Linked DNA regions of Rattus norvegicus: region 1 is linked to region 2. Evidence: chromatin contacts called from public Hi-C data. All regions are on one chromosome and are shown on one strand. Each heading gives the region's core, a stretch centred on a gene start, on an enhancer-like site or on the middle of the called end of the contact. The rest is flanking DNA. Distances are from core to core; before and after follow the strand shown.

The links. A called contact is a pair of places that touch in the nucleus more often than the background predicts.
Region 1: a Hi-C map of liver shows a contact between it and region 2, with 2.6 times the contacts expected there. The contact joins the enhancer-like site here to the promoter of Samhd1 in region 2. A contact is called at or near these places in 2 of 12 Hi-C or Micro-C datasets (kidney and liver).

The regions. Positions count from the first base shown.
Region 1 is chr3:166,247,764-166,250,745 of GRCr8, forward strand. Rbl1 (RB transcriptional corepressor like 1) reads right to left here. Exons shown (of 22, transcript NM_001191066.2): 16 at 2,671-2,882. Among named protein-coding and RNA genes, the nearest start is that of Samhd1, 35 kb to the left of the region's middle. Within about 2 kb of position 1,613, at least 2 of the 93 cell types and tissues checked have an H3K27ac peak or open chromatin away from gene starts, as enhancers often do. A contact at or near this core is called in liver, where this site is marked.
Region 2 is chr3:166,212,996-166,215,718 of GRCr8, forward strand. Samhd1 (SAM and HD domain containing deoxynucleoside triphosphate triphosphohydrolase 1) reads right to left here and starts at 1,415. Exons shown (of 16, transcript NM_001191743.1): 1 at 1,121-1,415. The coding sequence starts at 1,325.

The sequences.
Region 1 (2,982 bases), core at 363-2,862, 35 kb after region 2:
AATTGAACTCAGGACCTCTGGAAGAGTAGTCGGGTACTCTTAACCGCTGAGCCATCTCTCCAGCCCCAAATTAGGAATTTTTATGCATCAAAGAACATAATCACCAGAGTGAAGACTGTTGCAATGGAAGAAAATACCTGAAAATCATGAATCTGATAGGATATCCAGAAGAAATAAAGGGCTCTTGTCACAATCACAAAAATCCAACTAAAAGGAGGCAAAGAACTGGACTAGACATTTACGAAAAGATATGTAGACTTAATAAACATAGAAAAACTAAAATCTAAGCAAGAGCAATGGCTCATTATCTGGTCTTCCAGAGGATAGGTGTTCAAATCCTAGCACCACATGGTAGCTAACAACAACCAGGGCTTGCAACTCCATTAACAAGGGTATCTGGGGCTGGAGAGATGGCTCAGAGGTTAAGAGCACTGACTGCTCTCCCAGAGGTCCTGAGTTCAATTCCCAACAACCACATGGTGGCTCACAACCATCTGAGTTGAAGTCTGGTGCCCTCTTCTGGCCTGCAGGCGTACATGCAGGCAGAAAGCTGTAAGACGTATTCATAATAAACAAATGTTTAAAAAAAAAAAAAACAAAACAAAAAAACAAGGGTATCTGACTTGTTTTCTGGCCTCTGGGAACAGTGTAAAAATATAGTGCAACAAACATATACACAGGCAAAATACCCATAAAACACACACACACACACACACACACACACACACACACACACACCACACACACCACACACACACACACACACACACACACACACACACACACACACGTGTGCGCACACACCCTGGTTCAACCCTTTGTAGCCCGGGCTACAAAAACAAAAAGAGGTGAGTCCCACTGCTGCTCTTCCATGAGGCTGCTGCCTCCACCACTGACAATGCAGATCTTTGTGTAAGGCCATCACCATCATTGCCTTGGAGGTTGAGCCCAGTGACACCACTGAGAAAGTCTAACAGCAGGAAGTCAAACAGCTTTTTCATTACAAAATATATGAGACCCGTTAAGTTCCTGATCCTGAGCTTGAGCAAGGTGTCTTAGTTTCCCCTTTCTTTTAAGCTTTTAACAGGTCTCATTGCACTTTGAATACAGTTCTTGTATTCCTCCCCACCAACCCCCCGAAATCTCAGCAAGTCACTGTTGATGATAGAGAAGAGGACACTGTCACTGTTGAGAAGGAGAAGGGGTCACTGTCACTGTTGAGAAGGAGAAGGGGACACTGTCACTATTGAGAAGGAGAAGGGGACACTGTCACTGTTGAGAAGGAGAAGGGGGACACTGTCACTGTTGAGAAGGAGAAGGGGGACACTGTCACTGTTGAGAAGGAGAAGGGGGACACTGTCACTGATGAGAAGGAGAAGGGGACACTGTCACTGTTGAGAAGGAGAAGGGGGACACTGTCACTGTTGATAGAGAAGGGGACACTGTCACTGTTGAGAAGGAGAAGGGGACACTGTCACTGTTGATAGAGAAGGGGACACTGTCACTGTTCATAGAGAAGGGGACACTGTCATTGTTGATGGAGAAGAGGGACACTGCCATAGGATGTGAAACTGTGCAGTCATGCAGAACACAATGGCAGTTCCTTAAACACATACTGAGGTTGGGGAGACACAACAGTTCAGGCACTTGAGTGCTTGCTGTACTAGCATGCGAACTGGGGTTCAATGCCCAGAACTCACTCACAGAAGCAGGGCATGGTGGTACACACTGGATTTCCAGTGCTGTGGAGATGCAGACACATGGGAGTTCCTGGGACTTGCTTGCCAGCCAGCCTAGCTTACCTAGTGAATTCTCTTAAAAACAGTGGGTGGTACAAAAAGAATGACAGCCAAAGCTGACCTCTAGCCCCAACCTTGACACCCTAGACACTGATTACTATCTCACTTCTAGGAATACACTTAAACTGAAAGCAGAGACAACAGAGCCAATATTCATAGCAGCGCTACTCACACCAAAAGTGGTAACGACCCAAACGTCCACCAACAGACAAATAGATACACAAAATGTAGCATCTATGTATAGAGAACATTACTCGGCTTTGAAATAGAAAGAAATCCCCACACATGTTATCACACAGATGAATGTGGAAGATGTACCCAACGAATAAGCCAGTCAATGAGAGATACACCAGTGTGTCATTTCACTGGGATACAGCAGCTTTTCAAAGGTAGTCACATTCATACAGACAAAAAACAGCATGGCAATCTCAGGGGAGCAGGGAGAAATGGTGGCTTCTACTTTAATGAGTAAAGAGCAGCTTCAGAGTGGGAAGATGAAAAAGTAGCAAAGGTCACACAACGATTTGAGTATCTAGCACCAAACTGTATGCCTAAAAATTAAAGTAGCAAATTTTTTTTTAAATTATTTATTATGTATATATAAATCATACAGCTTTCTGCCTGCATGTATGCGCCTGCTGGCCAGAAGAGGGCACCAGACCTGATTATAGATGGTTGTAAGCCACCATGTGGTTGCTGGGAATTGAACTCAGGACCTCTGGAAGAGCAGACAGTGCTCTTAACCACTGAGCCATCTCTCCAGCCCACAAATTTTATAATATGTGTATTTTATTTAAAAAGAGAGATCAGCACTGCTTAGTATGCAGTCTTTGCTGAATGAGCGCTGTTCAGCTGCTATGGAAACACGTACCTTTCTATAAAACAGTGCTAAGGACCCAGTTCTCTTTGGTTTGCTTATTCCGGTCAGAGGAGCGTCTTGCGTTTTAGTCAGATGGGTCTGTTTTGGAGAAGCACCAATTAATGACTGTGCAGTTAGTGATACAAGGCTCTCAGCTGTGGAGTCCTGAGTTGTATTCATGGAAATAGGAACCAGTGTGATTTCTCCAGCATCATTGGCAATACCTGAGTGCACAAGCAAGAGTTCTCAGTTGGAGACACAAGCTGAAAGTTCACAGCAAAGCTGTCAATGTATATGTATGAAGAAGCAAGTGAAATGTATGTT
Region 2 (2,723 bases), core at 165-2,664:
GTCTTGCCAGGTGTGGTGGCCTACACCTTTAAAACCTCAGGAGTCAGAGGCAGGTGGATCTCTGAGTTCGAGGCTAGGCTGGTCTACAGGATAGCCAGGACTACATAAGACAGACCCTGTCTTAACCTCCCTCACCCCCACCCTCCAAGTTACTTTTCTGTACAGGGAGAAGTGGGGAAGAGAAAAAGCGAAATGTGAGTTCCTACACTTAAGCTATCTTAACAACCGGCACTTTAAACTTCACACTCAGTCCTTCAACTGAATTTGAAAATCACAACCGCTGAGGGGCCACTTTCCAAGCGAACACCTCTGGGGATCATGCAAGGGGTTAAGCTTCACATCCACGGCAAAAAGAGTTGAGCAGATTCAAAGTGCTGAGGGATGCATGATCCAGAATCAGAAGAGTCACTTAAAATTCTTAGCCTATACCCTCCCTTTTGAGTGGCCAAGTTGTGGAATGTTGGGGTTTCAGTGGTCAACTGAATAACTTGTTCTTATTTTGTAAGAGACATTCGCTCAGTAGCAGCACTCTGCAAATACAATCAGCACATACCGAACCCTACTCGGATATTATGGTAGTAAGAATCCGGAGATTAACTACCTTCCCTCCCCTTTTAGGAAAACCCCAAATTCCGGGACCAGCTTAAGAGTTAAACTTAAAAGCACCCAAAGTCTCTCATGGGGCCAAGAGTTCCGGGAGCTGCGGTTAGCACAGAAGGGTCTCTTAGGCCAGGTGAGCCTTAAAGACCGCAAGCCACAGCCGGAGGTCTGGGGTAAAATCTTCTAAGAAGGGCAGGGATCGCTCCTGTCAGGAGAAGAAGTGACAAGTTCCCGAAGAGACTCGTGCACCAGAAGAAGATGCAAACTCCCCAGGGCCTCTCCTAGGTTCTCCGCCCCAAGAGCGAGCACATGAGTTTGCATTTCACCTGTGCCCACCTCTGGCAGTCCGTCTGTTCGCCTCCCATTGGGGCGCCTCCCACCCCTGGTTCGGGTTCCCGCCAGCCAGCCGCTTCCCCCAGAGGACCTCCATTCAGCGAGCTTCCCCCTTAGGATGCCTCCCGCCTGGGGCCTCCCGGCTCGGCCCTTCGGTCGTCATCCCTCGTCCCCTCAGCCCCACTACCTCTGAAGATGTCCAGCACTTTTTTCTCTCGGAAACCACGTTTCTCTAAGAAGGAGCACACGTCCTCGGGACCCCAGGTTCGGAGGTCGCTGCTTTCGGGATCTGCAGACTCGTTCGCTGCTGCAGGACGGGTGCTCGGTGGCGTCCTTGGGCTGCCATCGCAGCGGGACCGCTTAGCAGGTTGCTCCGAGTCTGGTCTCTGCATGGCTACCTCCGACACCCGGCGCTGCTAAGTCAAGTACCGCGGCACCCGCTTGGCGCGCAGCCGCACTGACTCTGCAGCCCCGAAGGCGAGTCCATTCAGTTTTATAAGCCTCTGGGCCTACTGCGCAGGCGCGCTGGACATCAGCCGGGGAGCGTGGCCTCCCTGGGGCACTAGGGCCTGGTCCATTGCGCAAGCGCAATGACTAGGTGCTCGTCCTCAACTCCGCCCTTATGTTTCTCCGAAAGGGCGGAGTTATTAGAGAAGCAAAACTTGGGGCTGTGGTTAAGGGTGGAGACTTCAGTGAGGACCGGGCCAGGGTGAAGAGGACATGTGAGGATAATGAAGCTTCCACCACACTCCAGATTAGAAGGGTCTTCTGGTGAACTACAGTTATCTTTCTCGAAACAAAAAACGTTTTGCCGGGTTTCAAACACTCCAAGCTGTCAACTTGTTCAAAACAAAAGAAAACAAAACGAAAAAACCCTAAAAGGCAAGGAAGCTGCCAGCCCCATCCTAGAGTAGAAAACAATGGACAAGCGATTGGCCTATCTGGAAGACCCTGAAATGATTGCCTGGTTGGTTGTCAGACTGTCCTTTTACATTTCACAAATTCAGTTAGTTGGCAGGGGACCACCCTAAGATACCAAACTCATTTCCAAATAGACAGGATTTTTACTAATTACTAGCCAGTGTCAAAGTGGCCGGCTTTTTTTTTTTTTCCCCCCTCGGACTTTAAGCCATTTTGAGACAGAACCCAAACTTCCCCATCAATCCTTATCCATACTAGTAAACCGACCACTAATTTACACCTTTTCAGAAACCAAGACACATACACATCTAGATCATCAAGCAGTACAAATTAGATGCTTCGTGGTGAGCCCAACAGCTGTAAGTGATGCTCAGGTATAAAAAAAAAACAAGCTTGAGGCCGGATGTTCAATACCCAGCACAAAAAAAAAAAAAAAAAAGAAAAAGGAAACTAGAAATCTGATGAATTAAAGGATTCTTAGCAAAACAGTGCTGTTGTGAACAGGGCCCTGTTCTAAAGGCTTTACAAATATTCATTTAACAAATTTCAGACGTAGAAAAGTGAAGTATTAAAGGTGGGAGGGAGGGAGAGAGGGAGAAAGAGCTAAGAAGTGACAGAGACTGAACCTGCTTCTAAACGCTCTTAATAAATCTTAATAAATCACTTGTGGCATAAGTCAGTACTCTCTAAAGGAACAGAAGTGTTAGAATAAATAGTTATGTGAGTGTTTAAGGAGAGTTTATTAGACTTGTTTACAGGATTTAGTTCGTGTAGTCCAACAATGGCTGATAGACTCCGGAAAAGGCCAAGACTGTGGTCATTGTCTGGTTGTCATAGCAATCCTGGTCTGGCAGTGGAGTCCTGGAGGA